Regions from separate parts of the Mus musculus genome. Here regions 1 and 3 are each linked to region 2. The links are chromatin contacts, called in public Micro-C and promoter capture Hi-C maps. All regions are on one chromosome and are shown on one strand. The core of a region is the stretch at or near the end of the contact, and the rest is flanking DNA. Distances in the headings are between cores, read along the strand shown.

Evidence for each region. Hi-C and Micro-C count contacts between places; a contact is called where the count stands out from the background. Capture Hi-C pulls out chosen DNA fragments and counts their contacts.
Region 1: a Micro-C map of palatal mesenchyme shows a contact between it and region 2, with 3 times the contacts expected there. The contact joins the promoter of Zfp652 here to the promoter of Ngfr in region 2. A contact is called at or near these places in 3 of 39 promoter capture datasets (hippocampal neurons, liver and pre-B cells) and 9 of 484 Hi-C or Micro-C datasets (the G1E-ER4 cell line, LSK cells, the N1E-115 cell line and 5 more).
Region 3: a promoter capture Hi-C map of adipose tissue shows a contact between it and region 2. The contact joins the promoter of Fam117a here to the promoter of Ngfr in region 2. A contact is called at or near these places in 6 of 39 promoter capture datasets (cranial neural crest, hippocampal neurons, liver and 2 more) and 2 of 9 other capture datasets (adipose tissue and pancreatic islet).

What each region holds. Positions count from the first base shown.
Region 1 is chr11:95,746,978-95,751,109 of GRCm38.p6, reverse strand. Zfp652 (zinc finger protein 652) reads right to left here and starts at 2,043. Exons shown (of 5, transcript NM_201609.2): 1 at 963-2,043. The coding sequence starts at 1,859.
Region 2 is chr11:95,585,375-95,589,669 of GRCm38.p6, reverse strand. Ngfr (nerve growth factor receptor (TNFR superfamily, member 16)) reads left to right here and starts at 1,972. Exons shown (of 6, transcript NM_033217.3): 1 at 1,972-2,186. The coding sequence starts at 2,112.
Region 3 is chr11:95,334,469-95,338,555 of GRCm38.p6, reverse strand. It overlaps Fam117a (family with sequence similarity 117, member A), which reads right to left and starts at 1,538. Exons shown (of 8, transcript NM_172543.4): 1 at 1,295-1,538. The coding sequence starts at 1,490.

The DNA of each region.
Region 1 (4,132 bases), core at 794-3,293, 160 kb before region 2:
ACCCAGCATACCTCTATCATGTCATGATTTACAAGCTAAATCAGTGGCTTATAAAAAAAACCAAAAATCTCTTTAAAGAAAGGCATTCAGTTATTGATTAAAAACAATTGTCTAAAAGAGAAAATTAAACTTCCCACACCAAAAGTAAAACAATTTATCTTTTAAAGTTAGCTTCAATATGGTAATTATTATATACATCTTATGGACACATAACAGACTTACCATGTATGAATATCCATTAATACACAAACATATACATACACCAATATAGCTGCAATAAATTCAACACCTCTTAACCTGTCACAGTACAATCTTTCCAAGACACCAGAGTGGTTTGAATAGCACGCTTTGTTACATCAGCAGCACTGTACAGCAACATTATTATGTAACCCTACTGCCAGGTAAGCAACATTTTCAAACAGCTCAGCCTCTGTTTAAGGTTTGCATATTCCCACGGGCTTGCCTCTTGACACATTTAGTGTTGCCATCTCTCCACGGGTGTAAGGAGATCTTCCATTTCCACAGGTCTGAGTCATGGTCTCTGTCCCCATCAGCTGCACTAGACTCTGACATCCTTCTAATTGGAAAGGACCTTTCTCTACTCCTGGCCCTCACTCGGCAAACCTCCCACCGTGACAGAAGATGCCAGAATGAATTATCTCACAGGTCCCACAACAGAGACTCTCAGTGCAAAGTCGGCGCTGACTTTACATCCCAGTCAGTCATCTATAACCAATCCCCCTTCCAGTGCACCTGGTTCTCACTAATCCATCGTCAGTTAAGTGTAATGCTTTTGAAAGACAGGATTAAGCCTTGGTTTTGAAAAGACCCAAGCAGCAGAGTCTAAAGTGATAATTGGTGAAATCTGTCCCTTCAGCCTCTATCCTCTTGGGCAGACACCAGATGACTCTGAACAGCCAGGTCCTAGCCTGGAAACTTTGCCCTCCGCTGGTGAGACCTACCTGAATGTTTTTTTCACAGTCTGTTTGCTGGTGAAGGGACAGCTCACTTTCCAGGACAAACTTCTTGCCACATTTATCACAGATCTGCATGCGCCTGTGAGTAACGTTCATGTGCTTCTCCAGGTACCAGCGAGTATTAAACACCCTGGGGCACTTCTCACAGGTCAGAGTCTCTTTCTCTTCACACTTAGCTTTCTGAACTGGCGCTTTAGCCTCCTTGGTGGCCCGCTTCTTCCTCTTGGGTAGCTCTGCACTTTTCCTACGGCCTCGAGTTGTGCGGGGTGCAGGGGAAGTGGTAGCTGCGGCAGCAGAGGCCGCTCTCCGGGTTCGCCTCTGTGTAACCCTGACTCTCTCCACTTGCTTCTCCTTTTTCTTCTGCCGTCCGTTCTCTCCGTAGTCACTGCTGTTATCTGTGGCCTCCTCCTCAGTCTCTTCCTCGTCTTCCTCACTGCTTGTCTTAAGGACAGGCGTCTCTTTGGACTGGGAAGAGACACCCTTTTCCCCTTTAGAGACATTTAATGTTTGGTTATTAAGGTTTACCTCCACTATGATCTGCTCCCTTTTGTAAGAGACTTCCTCCTCCTCTTCCGTGTCATCAGAATTCTCCCGGTCTTCCTTGACAGTATGCACATCAGACACTGCCCTTGGCTCCCTGAAATATGGCTGCTCCTCCGTCTCGTGGAGATGTGGTTTGCTCATCTTGGTGTCTGCTAGCACAGAGTAAGGGCTTCCAGACTCCCTTTTATACACTTTGGTGGACAGGTCGAGCTCCTGGCTGGCACCATGGTAGAAGGTGGGTGGCGCCTGACTTCGATGGCTCTCTTCCTGGGCCATTCCTTCTGCATGCACTGCACAGGGTTCAACCAGCTCCGGACAAGGACTGGCTGTGTAGCTCATTAGGAAGTGGCCCAGTTCAGACGACACAGAACACCTTGAAAACAGGGCAATTAAGACTCAAATCTTTCTCCCTCCACGGAGAACTAACTACTCAAGAAGTGAGAATAAGAAACTCCTGCAGCCTGCATGCAGTTCTTCCTGTGTCACAGCACCACCGCCACCTTAAGTCAAAAAGGGCTGTTCTTACGGCAGGCGCAGAGCACTCCTCGTCTTCTTTCGAAGAGAACTGCAGGGGACTTGGAGCATCTTGTCTATAAAGAGAAAAAAAAATGAGGGAAAAAATTATATCACCATATTCTTCTTAGGCCATGGAATTCCTCACAACACACAAAATTTAAAATCATTACATTCCATACACTTTGATTCATTATTCTCCTCAAATGGTTTGAAATGGATATTATTTTACAGGCTTGTATGAGTCCCCAATTTCAGTTAGAATGTAAATTCTATCATACCAAGAGCCATATCTGTCAAATTCACCAAACTATCTTTAAAGCAGACAGCATGTGTTTGATGAAGAAATACCTACTACCACATGATGTCTGCCACACTGGATGCTGCAGGGTCTGCTGGTATCAGTCTCATGATACAAAAGGCCATGAAACACTCAAGGGAGTCATACTGGCAGTTTCCTTCAGCATCAGCCACCACATCTACCAGAGTGAGAACCCACACACAAGGGCAGCCACATGGGCACTGCAGGCCACAGAACTAGAGCAGCTAACTGGCACAACCACACAAGGAAACCGACCTGGCCTTTAATAATTATAAATGAACCGTCACCATAACTTGCCTCAGCTATGGGAGCACCGCTGAGGCGGTTGACACTTGGTGCACAGCCATGCTACAACTGGGTGACTTTTCATGTGTCAGTTGCAGAGAAGTCAAAATTCTGAGAATCAGTCACCACCAGGTCGGCACGGTTCTAAGAAAACTAAAACCATCCATGAAAAAACAATGACGGGCATACAATCTGCTTGCAGCATGCTTATACTGCTATTTTGCCAGCTACCCTGCAGCTGAGTCATACAAATGACAATGGAGGACCTGTATAGTCGAGTTGACAAAAGGAAGGAAAACAGTATTTACTGAATGTCTGTCATGTGATGGGCACCAGAGACATTTTTATTATTCAGCATCTACTTAGTACCTACTGCAAAACTTTGGGGCTAATTTTTAATTAATTAAAATAAGCAAAGCTTAACTTTCCCCCTTCTTCCTCCTGAGATGAGGGTCTCACTATGTAGCCGGGCTGTCCTGGAACTTGTTGTACAGACGAGGCCACCTGGTCTCACAGAGTTCTGCCTACCTCTGCCCCCCGAGGCCTGGGATGAATGATATGGCTTTTTCTTAATATATTGGTTCTACTCGGCTGAAGTGAGTGAAATCTTGCTACGAAATAACCTTAGTAAGAAACTGTTCAGTACACTTGACGCTGAACTGCTATGTAACTTTAACAGGTAACAGGAGTCACTCAGACCCTGCTGAGCTGCTCTACATAAAGCGAATACACTGTTAGGGAAGAGAACATGTAACCAACGAGGCTCATAAAGAGACCAATAAATACGGTTACTTCTAACCTGACTCTGGTACTGTCGATCCTAAACTGTAGCAACAATAGTCCACTAATAATAGTCCACTTAAATTGTCCATTAATGCAAAAAGTGGGAGCCAAGCAGCAAACTACACAACTGTAAGGTCTGGCCAATTCTCTAGTTTATAAATAATCAGAGGATTTGCATTTATACAAAGCACTTGGTCACATCCTTGTTAAACAGGTAAGTGTTTCCCATCTGCTAGATACTATACTAGTTGTAGTAATCGACCTGTATGAGGACAGAGTTGCTCTCAGGTACTATCTAAGGACTTGCTAGCACAAATAGTCTCCACACAAGAACAAAATCAAATATGTATTCCTCACCACAAGCCAGCTGAAGCACCTAAGGTTCATCAAACAACCCCTTGGGCCAAAGAAGCAGCTACATCCTAAGTAAGCTACTCTGCCAGGATGCCAGCAGCATTCAAAGCACTCGCCATTACCCACAAACGTCATCTAAATGTAGAAATAAGTGTTAATTAAAAGGAACTCTTTATCTTTACGGTAAGAAGCATTGTGTGTGTGTCACTGAGATAGTTTTCTATTAAAATCCAACATAGCTCAGGCTCTAATAAAATTCAACAGCTCTCAAGTACCAGAAGAAAGCCTGGCATGGCTCTGCCCACGTGTGGCTCCCAGCAGGAGGGCTGGCAGGATGTTCCCAAAGTCAAAGGAA
Region 2 (4,295 bases), core at 723-3,222:
TCAAGACCATGGAAATTATTAATAACCCAGGCCCAGCCATGGTGGTGTGGGTCGTATTAAATTGTGTTGAGATGGATAACCTTGGCAATAATAGTAACTGGGATCATAAATTAATAACGGGAGTATTTAAATTAATGCCACACTGTCGGTAGCCTGGTAGTAAGCAGCTCAATGCTTCTGGAAGTGCTAATGCTCCCCCTTCCTGCCTCCCATGAATTCAGCAGAGAGTAAGGCAGGTCTGTAAAAGCGTTGGGGGAGGGGACATCTTAGAAGTAATCTCTGTCCAGGCGGAAGGACTCCCCAGGGACTTCTGAGGTCCTGCTTTCTGCCTAGACTCTTACATCCAGCCATGGTGGCTCATGAACATGAATTCTCAAAGCCACAGTGATGTCTACCCGTCCTTCCTGGGGACTGTCTGCTGGCCTTTATTGGCTACATAGGATAGGTTTTTTTTTTTTTCCTGCAATTAAGTTTAAGTGACCTAGGAAATCACCTACTCATGAGCAGGCCTGCTTTATAAATGCTCTTGGTCTGTCCCTTGTTTCTATTATTTTGGGACTGTATTTTTTTGAAGAGGAACTGGAGTCCAGACATAGCTAACATCTGGTGCTGGGATAGACTGTCCCCACACAGTTCTGTACCAGGGCCTTCGATGTCTGGGAACCAGAGAAGGGCGGGGCGGTGTTTCTTCTGAAAGACTGACTGCACATTCCTTGGCATACAGGTGGTTTGATGTGCCACGCTTCTAGAGCATGGCCAGTGTGATCCTCAGAAGGCCTACACAGCTCACGGATGAGTCTGTGGATGTTGAATCCATTCAACAGCTCTCCCCTTGAATCCCCTCCATGACTGAACACTTGGGTGGTCAGAGAAGACACTACTGTCCCTGCCCGTAGGAAACTCACAAACTCATGTAATCATGTTTGTGTGTTGTCTGTATACTCTGTGTGTGTGTGTGTGTGTGTGTGTGTGTGTGTGTGTGTGTGTGTGTGCATTTGAGGGCAAAATACAGATGTGGGCTTGTGTGACTACCACTGTGCAGTGCACACATGTGAGTGTGTAGGAGTGTATATGTGAATGTCAGCCTGTGTGCATTGATGTATGTCTGGTCTGTGTTAGGAGCCCTTGTAGGATGAGCAGGTCTATATGAATGCCTGAGGGACGGTATAGGCAGATGTCAGTACGTCAACACACACACGTACAGGTGCACTTGAGAGTGTGTTTGTGTATTCCTGGGGTTTATGTGCACACCTGTGACTCATTCAAGCTCATGAAAGGCTGGAGATAGAGTTCTGTGATACAATGCTTGCTTAGCATGTGTGTGTGTGTGGTCCTAGGTTCTATCATGTGTGTGTGTGTGTGTGTGTGTGTGTGTGTGTGGTCCTAGGTTCTATCATGTGTGTGTGTGTGTATGTGTGTGTGTGTGTAGGAGAGGGGGAGACAGGGACAGAGAGACAGAGACAGAGACAGAGAAACAGTGTCAGACAGATATCCCAAATTATGATATTGGGATAGATTTCACCTTGAAGGCCCCAAGGAACATATCCCTCCACAAGTTGGAACAGAGAGAGAATGGAATAAGGTGTGTATCCAACCATAAAAGGAGGGCAGCCTCATTTTCGGAATAAGGGCTAGGTAGGCAATTAGGCTAAAGATGTTTAAGAGAGTTAACCCCGAGGCAGGCTTCATCAGTAGGAGAGCAATGGCCCCCGTTGGATCCGAAGCATCTTATGCTCAGCATAACCGGAGGTGCCCTGGGTACGTGGGGCAGCCCACTGAGAAGCCACAGCGGGGCACACGGGTGCGGCTCCTCTCACGCCTCACTTGACTGCTCTGGACTCCCCACCCTAGGCAGCCGGGCGGGCGCGGTTCCGGAGGGGTTGGGGGGGGGGGGGAGTTGGGCGGGCTGGGCGGGGAGGAGGCGGGGCTGCTGCATTGCCTTCACCCAGCTGCTCCCGCCCGCTAGCAGCCAGAGCGAGTGGAGCCTCCGCCAGCTCCGGCGGGCAGCGGGCGCTGGAGCGCAGCGCAGCGCAGCTCAGCTCAGCGCGCAGCACCATCGGTCCGCAGAGCGGACTGAGCTAGAAGCTGAGCGCTGTCGCCGGAGGCGAGCAATGAGGAGGGCAGGTGCTGCCTGCAGCGCCATGGACCGGCTGCGCCTGCTGCTGCTGCTGCTGCTGCTTCTAGGGGTAAGTGATTAGTAGGAGGGACCTCCGTTAACCTTTTCAAAGAGCTGAACCCCAAGGGGATGTGGGTGCCACCACCCAGGGAACAGAATAAGACGTTAAGGTCCCAGATGCTGGCAACGGGTGGCGGAGGAGCTGCGGGATCATGACCCACAGGGGCGCTCCTAGCTTCTAGGACTTTCAGAGCGCAGAGGCGACCCAGTCCCAGGATAGAGATGCAGACAGGACTGTTGCAACGACACCCGTTCTTGGTTCTGCTTGCTGCTGCTGGTTCTTGAGCACTACGACGGGTGCGGTGTAGGAGACTGGGAGCAGTCTCGAGTGGGGTGGAGGGAGGTTTGGGAATCTCGGGCGCCTGGGTTCTTTTGACGACAGCGTGTGAATTTTGGGATCCCGAGGGGAGTTTTCTCTTTAGCATCTTAGTCCCTGGGGAGTTGTAGGGCAGAGAGAAGGAAGGGAAAGAGATCGGCACTAAAGATGTGAGGGGCTAGAGACGGAACAATGCGGGAGGCAGCTGGAGGGACTGGAGGCAGAGGGGACCCAGTATGGACAATGGGGACCGGCCAGACAATGGGGGGGAGGGGCATCGAAAGGAGCGATTCGGGAGTGGCAGAGAGGTTGAAGAGAGAGAAGTGGGCTTTATGGAGGGCAGAAAAGAGACAACCACAAAAGAGATAGAGAAATGGAAAGAAGGTGCATACCCTAAAGTGCTCGGGGCCCCGCCTGTCTGTCTACTCAAGGACGATGCGATGAGGACAGCCCAGTCACAGACGTTTCCCGCGTGGGTTCTAGCGCTCTTTCTAGCGGCCTCGCCCAGTCCGGGAATTGCGTCTGGGCATCCCAGGCAGGGAAGAGAGCGCTCACTTCACTATGGCAAATCCGCTTCTAGGGTAGTTCCTTGACAAACCTTTCACGTGGTTTGAAGCAACTCAGTGGACCCGGAGAGACAGAGCCGGGGCATCCCCCTACCCTATTAAACGCCGGCCAGCTCTCGAGATGCGGAGCGCTGGGACTCTCAAGGCTGTGATGGTTCCGGCAGCGCACAGCTAGGGGATGCAAAACCCCAGGCGACCCGCAGGGGGCACTGCGGGCGAGGGATTGCTGTTGGGAGCTGCGTGCGCGCCTTGGGCTGCGCACTGAGTCCCTTCTAAGTTAAGCCGCCACGGGCCCTGAGCCCTCCGTGCTCCTTCCGGTCCAGAACTTAATAGGATCATCATCCCGCCCACACCTGGCCAGGCTTTCGGTGAAAGTCAATGAACGCTTCTCAAATGAGACAGGGGCCACTTGGATGCCTGGGATTCTTGTCGGATTGCTGTTCGGAGACACCAACTCCGGCTAAGGTCATTAGGTCCTCCTTCTATGAACCTGAGTACTCTGGGTATTTCTGACCAGATCTTAAGGAAGGTTGGCAATGAAAGTGACGTCCTCTCCTCACTCTTCCCTCCACCCTTTCCACATCCGAGCACTGTACACCCCCCCCCCCCATCTCCATCTTACTGATAAGGAGGCAGGGACTTCGAAGTTTAAGCAAGTTGGTCACGATCTCAAGCCAGAGTCGTGTGGCTGGATGGTCACCTCGTTCCAGCTCTGAACTCCCTGGGCGCGCGCAGGTGGGGAGGGGGCGGCAGCTGGTTCGCTTCGTTTCACAGTAGGGATATGGGTGACACCATTCCAAAGGATAGGCAGGAGGTGAGATATGGAGGCAAGCGGATGGAAAACCCTTCTCAAGCCCAAACATGGTTCCCTGGAGCTGTCAGTCCTTGTGGCGTCCTCCGGGGACTTGGGAGTGACTGCAAGAGTGTTTGCTAACTAACGCTTCTGGTTAGAGGTGCTTCTTGGTCCTTGTTATGGTTGGCTAGGGAAGAGGGCCTGGGGCGCTGCGTAGTTCTGATCCTGGAGGGGTGAGGGCGTGGCCACTGAACCTTGACAGAACCTTTGGACTTGAGCCCCTATGGCTCTGTTTTCCATCTCTGCTTTCCCCAGGTTATTCAGTTAGAGCCGGTTCTGTGTTCCGCCGCGGACCGAGCCTCTTCCTGCGCCGCTGCGAGAGTTCTGAAACCAGAGCGCAACCAGAGTCTGCTGGCCGGCCGCGCCGGTAATGGAGGCACTTTG
Region 3 (4,087 bases), core at 289-2,788, 250 kb after region 2:
AGTTCTGCGTTCCAGAATGTGATACTAGCACATACAGTGAGGTCCAAATAGACTTGGCTTTCTACCTCAAAGACCCGATGAATCCCATTCCTATCTAGCAAGACTCCTGTAACAGAATACCTTCAGGAAGAGGATATGCAATGTCCAAGCTTAGTCATCTGCAGAAAGCACAAGAGACTGGTGTAGGGACTGTCACAGTAGGATGGCAGGGACCATAGCTTCTGTACATTTGGTACAAACTTAGACTTAGGAAGTGTGCAATGATCCTTTCACATCTGGTGTGAATCAAACGCAAACTTCACTTTTAACTTACTGCCAACCTCCTCATGCAAGTAGGTTCCCTTTCCGTTCCAAAGGGCCTGCAATTGTGGGTCCCATCACAGCCTTAAGTGTGAAAGCAAGGTTAAATTTGCTCCACCCTAGTTTCCCCACACCCACCACATCAAGCTGCTATTAAGAAACTGCTTCGGCGCTGTTCAGAAAGTGGGGTATTTAACACAGCATACTTGATTGTAAGCACTCCACTGCCACGTTGGCTGGGAATGCTCAGGGCAAAACACCTTCGGAGGAGGCAAGAAGTAGGATGCAAACTGCCCAACTCCTGTACATAAGCACACACGCACAGAATAACTGGAAAGAGACAGCCATGTTAAGCAAGTCAGAGATATGGGAACATTCAACTTCGGGGCTACCCCGAGAGGAATGTAGAAAATCGGTAACAGAGGTATGTTTGCACCGAAGTAAAAGCCGTTAAACTAACTTATTCCAACGGGCTGAGTTCAAATCATCTCCTGGAAGAAGCATAATGTGAAAGCGCACGTGAAGTGGTGAAGAAAGGAACTCGAGAGCCATAGAGAGAGACGCTGGGGCCAAACTCAAGCAGGAGAAGTAACACATGGCTCCACCCGGCTCTCTTCCATGCCCCTCCCCCTCACTGAGCAGGCGTCCAGCGCCCACCGGTTCTGGCTCCCAGTGAAGCCCTCGACTCCGGACGCCCACAACACTCCTTGCACGCACTCTAGCACTTCTCACACCGCCCGGGCGGACACTTCGGACCACTTTTCGGTTACGCCCCCCCAAAGCTAGCTTCCATCTGCCAGGTCCCTCCCCTCTGGTCCCCGGCCCATGCACCCGGCACCCCGTCCCGGAGTTGCACCGCAGGTTCGCAGCTGCTCGCCTTCGCTCCCTCCGCCCTCGCGAACTCTGAGCGCCCCTTTTTCTCTTCTCTCACCTCCCATCTACTTCTAGTACTCTCCAGCCCGTCGCCCCAGCACCCGCTCCGGACCCGGCTCACCTGCGCGGCCACCCCCGTCCCGGCGCTGGTGAGGCTGCTGCAGCTGGAAGGGGACCGTAGCCCTGAGTGGCTGCAGACCGACCCGGGGGGAGCCAGCGGGCGCCGGTGGAGAGCAGCCCCGCCGGAGACCCCCCGCCCCTCCGCGCCCCGGCCCCCAGGAACCTCCGCCTCGGCCGCCCGCTGCGGCCCCGGACATGGCCCACCCGGCTACCTGCCGCCTCACCCCCACGGCGAGCCCCACACTGCCCCCAACCCCCGCGGCCGCTACTTATCTGCCCTACGGGCGCGGACCGGCCCCCTCGGCCCAGAGTTCTAATTGGCCTACAGAGTCCCAGGACCTCCCCCTCAACCAATCCATGGCGGGGCTCTTCTGTTTCCGAGGATGATTGGTCCATGTGCTCAGCCATCAAGTCAAGACCCCCACCCTCCTGATTTTCTTCTTTTCTTTTTTTTTTTTTTTTTTAATGTCCTTAAGGCTGCCGATTGGACCTTCCAGTAGAGGGCTGGTTCTTCAGCACTGCCAATGAGAAGGTTCAAAGGGGAGGATCGTCACACCCAGTCCCAGGTAGTATGCAAATATATGCCATGTGATGTCAGGCTGTGCAGGGGGCGGGGCTGGATGTGGACTGGAATCAAACACTACTGAAATCTTTAAAGGTGGTAGTGTCAAACTCTAAGCAGTTTCAATGGGACTGAGAATGCCTAACTTCAAAAGCCATTACATTTAGTTTAACTAAAAAACATTAGTTTTCAATTCTCATGAGATTTCACTGCAGCTGACAAACTCCAAACTGAGATTCGATAAATTTATAGAAGGTTTGCCTATCATTTGCATGAGCTTTGCATTAAATTCGTACATTTAATGGCTACCTCGCCTCACATGACACTCATTTGTCTTCTACGTTTCCAAGTCCCTTCCTGAAGCTGGTCCAATCTCAATAAAAACAGCTGTTAGTCTGTAAATTAACTTGAGCCTTTAAAAGGGAGCTGGGAATTTCCCTTCAGAACCATCCATTGTAAGTGTACCTAGCAAAACAAAGTAAATGATAAATCTGATCAAGTTTGATAGTGACTCCACTAGGAAATCTTTGTCTTTCCAGCTCAGTTGCTCTCTGACCTACAAGTCAAAGACCAGATGGTCCCCAAAGAGAATACTGGCAAGCTGTGAAAATTATATGCTATGTATATGTGAACACATTTTCGGAAAAAAGAAAAAGCAGTATTTAAGATACTATTAAAACAATGCATCTCAAAAAAAAAAAATCCATTACTCTTGCTACTTTGTTCTATATATGGAAAAGAAACAGAGCCAATTAACGCTGGACTGTCTGTGAGAAGGGACCATCCAAGTAATTGGATAATTCCCTCTAGATTTATATTTAGTTATGAATTCTAATTTTGACCTTGCTACCGATTTGTCTTTCTATTTCAGTCTCTACCGAGTTTAGTATTTTTTTTAAAGGTATTCCCTTGAAGCCACACTTACTAATCAGAGGAAAGGGAGTAAACTGGGTGTGCGTGCTGCGAGAGTACCTTGGGATCCAATACTGAAAGCAGATAACGCTCAGAGTGGGAATGCAACAGTTGGCTGAATATTAAAATCAGACCAGAACACAGAACATGGAGGCAAAGGAACATACTGTGAAAAGATTTTTCTCTGCAAAGACACTACTTTCATGTTTGAACGATTTGCTTCAAGCTCTGACATATAGATTGTTTGTGATGGAAGAAAATAGTACTCTTTTTTTTCCATGAGGACGACAGTCTTACTAAATGCCTGATAGGGATGAATAAGACCTGGTGGTTGGAATTAAAACTCAGCCATTCTCAGGCTAGCTCAGCTTTAAAAAGTACATCTGATGGCTGGGGATGGAGGTCAGTGGGCCAATACCTGCCTGGAATGCTCAAAGCTTTAGGTTTGATTCCGGCTATGGAGGGAAATGAGGGAAGCAGATTGAATTCTCAATTTCAATTAGCTCAACATTCTCATACACTTCAGATCTCTGCCTTTATCAAGGCGTATTCCACCCCTGGGTCTCACAGCCTCACTGAGAAAACCAACAGCAATAGCCCTAATATTCAATGAATCCCTTCCTGCATGCCAGATACATATCAAGTACTTTGCATACTATTTCATTCATCCATTATGACTGAAAGTGAGAGGTGGCTACTATGCCCTCTTTACTGAGTCTTTGGAAAGAAGCCCCATGCTCGGGGTTACCCTGGAGGCTGACTCCAGATCTGAGCCTTGCTTGATCTCTATGCTTATAAAACGTTTCATGAACTTTTTTCTACAATGACATGTATCTGGCTGGTGTGCCAACATCTGTCTAGTGCTTTGCAGCTTACACATCATCGTGTTATCTAACTCTCACTATAGCCATGGAATGTACAAAATGCAAATATGATTGTCTTAGTGAACCTCTACAGGAGGTTAGGTCACAGTGGCTCAACTGCTTGCCCAAGATCCTTTGGCAGACACAGGACTTCCAGCTTCAAATACTTTCCCAACTAACACTCAACTTCCTGACCAGACCACTAGGATCGCCTGAGAGGGAGAGGGTGAACTATGTGGTCTCTTGCATATTCCTCTGATAATGTATACTATTTTAGGACCCCTCACGTGTATATAGATCCTTAGATAGTCTCATGCAATAAGGAGTGGTTTTTATTGGGTGAGCATTTTAAGTGTGTGTTACTGATAAAAAGCCTTGGACTGAGGGATTTTGAAACACATTAGGCAAATAGCTTTTCTCTTTGTTTAAGAATCACCCTGACCCATCAACCTTCCAG